2 separate regions of the Neogale vison genome follow, and region 1 is linked to region 2. Evidence: chromatin contacts called from public Hi-C data. All regions are on one chromosome and are shown on one strand. The core of a region is the stretch at or near the end of the contact, and the rest is flanking DNA. Distances in the headings are between cores, read along the strand shown.

Evidence for each region. Hi-C and Micro-C count contacts between places; a contact is called where the count stands out from the background.
Region 1: a contact with region 2 is called in a Hi-C map of tongue, with 3 times the contacts expected there. The contact joins the promoter of SMAD3 here to the enhancer-like site in region 2. A contact is called at or near these places in 3 of 3 Hi-C or Micro-C datasets (fibroblasts, muscle and tongue).

Annotation. Positions count from the first base shown.
Region 1 is chr13:99,831,117-99,834,533 of ASM_NN_V1, reverse strand. It overlaps SMAD3 (mothers against decapentaplegic homolog 3), which reads left to right and starts at 1,274. Exons shown (of 9, transcript XM_044231368.1): 1 at 1,274-1,684. The coding sequence starts at 1,479.
Region 2 is chr13:99,720,050-99,723,744 of ASM_NN_V1, reverse strand. SMAD3 (mothers against decapentaplegic homolog 3) reads left to right here. Exons shown (of 9, transcript XM_044231368.1): 9 at 2,359-3,695. The coding sequence ends at 2,482. Among named protein-coding and RNA genes, the nearest start is that of AAGAB, 62 kb to the right of the region's middle. Within about 2 kb of position 1,719, the one cell type or tissue checked has open chromatin away from gene starts, as enhancers often do. A contact at or near this core is called in fibroblasts, where this site is marked.

The DNA of each region.
Region 1 (3,417 bases), core at 25-2,524, 110 kb before region 2:
TCCTAGTTTTGGGGGTGTCGAATTTCGGATTTTTTTTGTATCCTAAGACTGCAAACACCCAGTAATGTAATCTCCCCTCCCCCCCCAAGATAAATTCGAAAGCGCCCCCATTCATTCCTTCATGAACTCAACAGATGTCTTTTGAGGCCCATTTTCTGCCCGGGACTTGATTCACAAGGCCCAAGGGACCCCAGGCTCCGGCTATTATCCAGGGAGTCTCATGGATCCTCAAATCTCCATCCCCCCATCCCAACTCTCTCCTTCGCACACAGGCTCGGGGGGGGCTCTCAGCCGGTGTGATCTCACCGAGGAGAGAATAAAAAAACAATAAACAAAACCCCAACCTCAACAACAAAAACAGCTCCAGGGACTCCGGCGCCTCCAAAGCACCTGGCCGGCATCAGCCCGCGCACATCCAAGAGCGCGCCCCGACTTCCTGGGCCTCACGCTTCCGCGCACCCTTTCTCGGACCCGGGTGCCCTCATGGGTGCGCCGCCAGCCTCCGGCCGGAGAGCGCTCGCTAGCTGCCAGTCTGGCCCTCTCCAGCCCGACACTGCAACGGAGCTTCCTGAGTGTGGGTGCAGAGAGTGGACGCCACGGCAAGAGCCCGGCCCTCCCCTCTCGCCGCTGGGTTCCCACGACTTCCTCCCGGCGCCCGCCCGACTAGAGGTCCGGGCCGCGCGGGGTCCTGCGCGCACCAGGCAGGGCCGCTGCCGGACGGGGTCGCCCACGTGGGCGTGCTCTGCGCGGGGAGGGGGAAGGCCGGGCGCCCTCCCGGAGGCTGGGGGTGGGCAAGGCGCCCGGGGGCGGAGGCGGCGGGGCGCGGGGGAGGAGGCGGGGAGCCCCGGCGGCGAGGGGGCGGTGACAGCGCTTGGAAAGGAGGCTGCACGCGGATTTGCATGAAACACAGACTGGGAGCGGGCGGGAGCGGGAGAGGGAGCGGGAGCGGGAGCGGGAGCGCGGCGCACGCCCCGGGCCGGCCCAGCGAGCGAGCGAGCGAGCGAGCCGGGAAGGAGGAGGGGAGCGGGGAAGCGAGGCTGCCTAGGCGGAGGGATCTGCGCATCAAAGCGAGCGAGGCGAGCAAAGTTTGGCTGGGGGGTTGGACTTTCCTTCCTGGAGGCGGCACCCAAACAGCTACCCCGTGCGGAAACCCAAACTTTCTTCTGCCACTCTGAGTCTCGCGGCCGCCGCCTCCGCCCGGCGTTCGGGGCCTTCCCGACCCGGCGCCGCTGTCGGCTGTCCGCCCGCCTCCCCCGCCGCCCTCCTTCCCGCCGCGGGAACCGCTCGGGGCGCAGGGCCGCGCGCCGAGCCCCGCTGGCTGCAGCGCCGCGGCCCGGCCGGGAGCACGGGCAAGTTCGCGTTCGCCGGGAGTTGGGGCGAAGTTTGGGCGGCCGAGCTCCCCTCTGCGCCCTCTCGGCGACCCATCGCTCCCAGCCCCGCCGGGGGCGCCCCTCGCCGCCCGCGCGCCCTCCCCAGCCATGTCGTCCATCCTGCCCTTCACCCCCCCGATCGTGAAGCGCCTGCTGGGCTGGAAGAAGGGCGAGCAGAACGGGCAGGAGGAGAAGTGGTGCGAGAAGGCGGTCAAGAGTTTGGTCAAGAAGCTCAAGAAGACGGGGCAGCTGGACGAACTGGAGAAGGCCATCACCACGCAGAACGTCAACACCAAGTGCATCACCATCCCCAGGTGGGGGGCCCTAGCGACCCGGGGGGCGCGCCCGCCCAGACCCCTGGCATGGCGGGGCCGGTCGGGTGGGGTTGGAGCTAAAGGGCTCGTGTGTGTATGTGTGTGTGTAAGGGGGAGGCAGAGGGAGCGCGGTCCGGAAGAGGCTGGTGGGGGGGACCCCAAACAAAACCTTCTCTGAATTTGCAAAGATTCAGAGCCTGGGGCTTCCACGGGGCACTCTCACTTCCAGACCTCACATTCATGTTTCACCTCCGCGAAAGGGGGGTGCTGCTGGAATTGGCAGCCCCCACTCCGGGGAGCTGCGGGCTAGAAGTTGAGGCCCGCTTTGTTCAGCTCCGCGGGCCGGAGCCCCTCCTCCGCCGCCGCCTCCCGCCCCCGCGGCCCGCGCTCGTGGAGGTGGTGGTGTCTCTCCCTTTCTTTCCTTCAGTCCTGTCCCCCCACTTCTTTCCTCTGCAACAGGAATGCAGTCCGTACAGCTGGGGCTGTGGGTGAGGAGCGGGAGCCTCGTGATTGACAGATTCCTTCTTCGTTCTCTCTTTGCCTTCGGGATTAGCATTTTTATCCAGTATTTTTAGACTCGGTTGTGCCAGTCTCCCGCCCCCTCCGCACACACGCACTTTAGTTGCCGCGCAGTGCTTTCAAATGAGAGACAAGTGGCAGAGGTTAGGGTCTTCTCTTCTCCCCCTTCCCCGACGATTGTTTTGTCCAGCTTTCAGCCTGAGATTGCGGGCTGATGGAGGAGAGAACGAGCTTCGAGCTGATCAGATAACAACGCACCCCAAAGTGGGCCTCGCATCGGCCCTCGCATTCCTGCAGAGCCCTCCTTCCCAAAGCGCTTTGCCATCTGTCTGGACCTCCTTTCTCCTCCGCATCGCGCTAGTTAGGTCAGGCGGGAGCTCACAGATGGCTGATGGAAGGGGTCAGTGACTTCACTCCCCAGGGCTTTCTCTTAGTGTTGCTGCCCCTGGCTGGGAAGTGTGTGTGTGTGTGTGTGTGTGTGTGTGTGTGTGTGTTTGAGAGAGAGAGAGAGTCAGGGTAGGGGGGACAACTTAGCCTCCTGTCTCTCCCTCTGGGCCCCCTTTAAATTCTGACTCTGCACCAAGGATGTTTGTGTGTGTGCATAGACGTTTGTGTGTGTGCATGGGGTGGGATGTCCCTGGGGGTCCCAGGCTGCAGAGGAATGAGCAGAGGGTCTGCAGGGCCCAAGTCCCACAGAGATTGTGGGCCTTGCTGCTGGGCCAGGAGTGGACTGCCTCCTTGGCCACCTGCTTGGGGCAGCTGTACACGGCCTGCCAGCCGTGTGAGGCAGGCACAAAGCAACATCTGTCCACAGGAACCCAGAACGGGCCTCCTCTGGAAATAAATGCCACATATGGTGGGAGAGCTGGCTTAAAAAGTAGTATATTTTTTTAAACTGGGTGGATCCAGTCAATAAAGGGGAGGGAAGGTGGTGTGTCGTCTGGGAAGTGCGCCCTGGGCCTGTGATCAAGAGCCAGAATTGACTTCAGAGGCGGTGGTGTGATGTGATGGGGTCGTGAGCCTTGGATTCTGGGCCCAGCTCTGGTTCTGAATTCTTCTTTATTCCTTTGGTTAGGGGGGCGGGGGTAGGGTGAATGAGTGTCATACTTCTCGCATCTGGGGAGGGGTGTGCAAAACGTGCCTTCTTACCTGTCTGGGTGCATTGAGGACAAGTGCTTTGTGCCTTGAAACAGGAAAAGAAAGAAAGAAAGAAA
Region 2 (3,695 bases), core at 470-2,969:
CCCAAGCCACGCTGGGTAAGGAAGACCTGAGCAAGGCAGTGTCTCAAGCACCAGAAACACATCTTCCTCACCATCACCCTAGCCGGGGTCTCTGGCACCACTGCCGGTGCACAGATGAGAGGACCAAGGCCCAGGGAGGGAAAGTGACTCACCTGAAGTCACATCATTAGCGGAAAAGCTGAGCCTAGCACTCTGCCTCTTGGCTTCTTGCTCGTTGTACATTTTGGGCAGATGATTTTAGGACAGCCCTCTCCAAGGAGTTGTTCTGCCCTTCTCTGGGGCTCTGCCTCTGATGGAGGTGACCCTGAGGAGCTCAGGTATTAAAATTGAGAGGCAGATGGGAGGAGAGAAGATTTGGGTAGTCAAAAAGGAACAGAGTTTACTCGCTAAGAAAGGAGTTTTATTTATTTATTTTTTCAGAATTTCAGATACTGGTTTAAACATAGCCCTGGTCAGGTCTACCTGGTCTCTTCTGTTGAATCTCCCAGAGCATTCTGCTTTGGGTTTGGCGAAGCTGGTCCCTTTTCTTTCCACGCCTAGACTGGAGGGTGTGAGGGCCAGAGCCCTGTGGCCCTCCGGCCCCCAGCTGCTGTGGCAGACGCAGAGGAGCCCGCGAGGCAGCCTGGGCCAGTGCCTTGCGAGTGACTGCCCCCTTCTCTTCATTTTTCCAGATGTTTGGAATCCATTTTGTTTTGTAGTCATTCTGCACCCAGGCCAAACCCATTTCAGTATTGGCTCTGGGCCACCGTTTGTAATGAAATCCAGATGAGCATGACTTATGGAAAGTCAGATTCTCATTAGAGGATTTCGGTCCGTAAAGTCCTCTCTTATTTACCGTATTTGAGCTGCTATTCCCTGTGTCTGCCCCACAGGCCCAGGGAACACAGCACCTTGGTCTGGGGAGGGAGGGGGCGTCTCTGTAAAATCCAGGATGAGTGACTAACCGAGTAATGAAAGTAGTCAGGCCTCTCAGGAGAACTTACAGCCCAGTTATGACAGCCTGAGGAGATGAGCCCAGGCCCGAGGGCCCAGCCCAAGAGAGATTTTAGCCCACATTTTGGTCCCGGCTGAAATCATTTATGGGACCAGAGTGAAAGGTTACAAAATTAGTATTTTTCTTTCAGTGGGGAAGGGAACTACTTAGCTGGACACCAATGGAAAAGAGCCAGATAGAAGTCCTTTTGCTCTTCCTACACCCAGACTTCTCAGAGGACTGTACTCAGGCATTTCAGGTCAGAGAGGCACCCTGGGGTCCACAAGCCCATCTAGAAACCTCCAGCCTGGGCCAAGCAAGGAGGGCAATGGCCTCGAGCTAAAAGCCCTCAAGCTTGCACACCACAGTGGCCCTCCAGCTCCCAAGTGCTGGGAGGAGGTCCCTTGGTGGTGGAAGCCTTTCCCTAGGGGCACTGTGTCACCATGTGGGACATGCTGCCAGCACGTGGGGTCCTGTGTGGCCTACCGCGTCACTGCCACCTGGCAGCCCCACAGAGCTGCCTAATGGGCGGGTGCGGCCCCTTCCCAGAACAGTCTTGCCCTCCTTCTGCCTCTTGGGCCAAAGAGAGAGTAAGGTTTCATCCCTCCTGTCAGATGGCCAACAGCGGGGAGGGCCCCGGGCCCAGGCCTCTCACCTCCAGCTGGCACAAGCGCCTCCGGCCTCAGCAGATAGCCTTTGCTCACTGGAGGCCTTTGGGAGCTCGCCTGTGGGCTGCGTCATCAACCAGCCTGAATTTAGACAAAGTGCTTTGGGGAAAAGAAACGTGTGGTGTGCCTTGGTTTTTTCCAGTAATTGTTCCATGGCTTGCTCAGCTTGTAAGATTTTCCAAAATAAGGCCATAGATGGGAATTATATCAGCACATTGGGAACTGATGGCATGTAGATTCTGTCGGCGCTGTGCAGAAAACACCCCTCCATCAGACAGACACACGTCATCAGGGCCTGCTGGGACCGGACCTGGCCCTGGAGCTGAGGCTGCCCATTCAGGACAGATGGGACCCAGGGAGACCTTGGTTCAGGCTGGAAGTTCTTTATGGGGGGGCCTGTCACAGAAATGGGTGGACAAGTAGGATACCCTGGAATTTGCCTCACACATTTAATCCTTGAAGGGCTATTTCCTTACCTGGCGAGAGAACCTGATTTGTTCAAGGCTCTTTCTTCCTGGTTGGAGGAGTTTGCCCAGGAAGTCTCAGCAAGTCATTGGATCCTCCTCTAGAGCAGGGTCTAGGAAGCCGCCATGGGCCTATCTCTGGCTCTGGCTAGAGGACTCTCATCAAAGCAGGAAGAGGTGTTCTGACTTGTATGTGTGTCCTTCTGCTCCTTTTTGAAGTCTCCCAGCCCACCCCTCTCCCTATGTCTTGCAGGAGACAAACGGTGACCAGCACCCCCTGCTGGATTGAGCTGCACCTGAATGGGCCTTTGCAGTGGCTTGACAAGGTCCTCACTCAGATGGGCTCCCCAAGCATCCGCTGTTCCAGTGTGTCTTAGAGACACTGGGTGTGAAGGGGGAGGGTGGGGGGAGGGTGGGCTTTGGGGGGAAAGGCCGCATAGGAGGAGAAAATTGGAACTCACTATTGTCAATGAAGAAGAAATTTTTTCCCTCAATCAAAGCGGCACTGACCTGTTTTCCAAAACGCAAAAGCAAACCCAGAGATGGATTTTCTGAACAGCTGTGTCTGCCAAACACATGTGCCCTCTGGCCCCCGTTTGCAGGGCAAGAAATGGCTTCTGCTCTGGCGGCTTGAGCAAACAGGTAGTAGTTCACCACCTGCCCCCTCCTCCCAGCCCCCTTCGGATTTAATGACAGCAATCTGGGATGTCACTGTCCAACAGGAAATGGCCCTGGGTTCCGGACTGGAGTGTGAGACTCACCTTGGGTGTTCTAGGTGGGACAGAGCCTGCAGGGGTGGGAGCGAACCTCATGCCTAGCCCTCTGGCGCTTGTGACCAGTGCTTCAGCTGAGCATTCCTGAGCCCCAGCACTCCAGCAGACCCTGCACCCGAGGAGCCGGATTGACTTGGGGTGGGGAGGGGGGCGCATCTGTCCCCTTTCCTCTGACAGCGTCCCGAGAAGGGTGAGCCAGCGTGCTCAGAACATGCGCTCGCGGACAGTGGGGAAAAGTGGACGAGACCCCTCCTCTCAAATTTGTCCTTTCTCACTTGGAACAGTTGGGAGATCTGCTGAGACTCAGCGCTTATACAATGTATATTTTCTCTTCTCGCGTTAATCTCAGAGATTTGAAGCACGTGAGATGGTCACGTGAGGCAGGAGGCAGTTGTCGCATCAGTGGGGTCTGAGCAGAGGCGACGCTCCATTCCGTGGGTCTGCAAGAGCTCACTTGCTATTCTCATGCATCCGGCTCTCCTGGTTTACGTAGTCAGTTGCATTAATTAAATGAGCTTTGTCGTATGCTCGTTTAAATGTTTATTTTCTATTAAAAAATCCTGGGTTGGCACATTGACGGGGAAATCAGCATTGTGGGGGGGCTGGCAACCTCTCTCTCTCAAGGTGAAGCTTTTCCAGGTTTTGTTGAGAAGACACCTGCCAGCACTTCTGGAAACTGAAATTAACAGAAGCAAATGCAACCGAAGGGAAAAAAAAATCTCAGGCCAACACAGGCAAATGAAAAAGGGCTATTAAATTTTTTTTAACACCTTGGAAAATTGGAGCCTTGGAGCACAGAGGTGTGCCGTCTCCACCC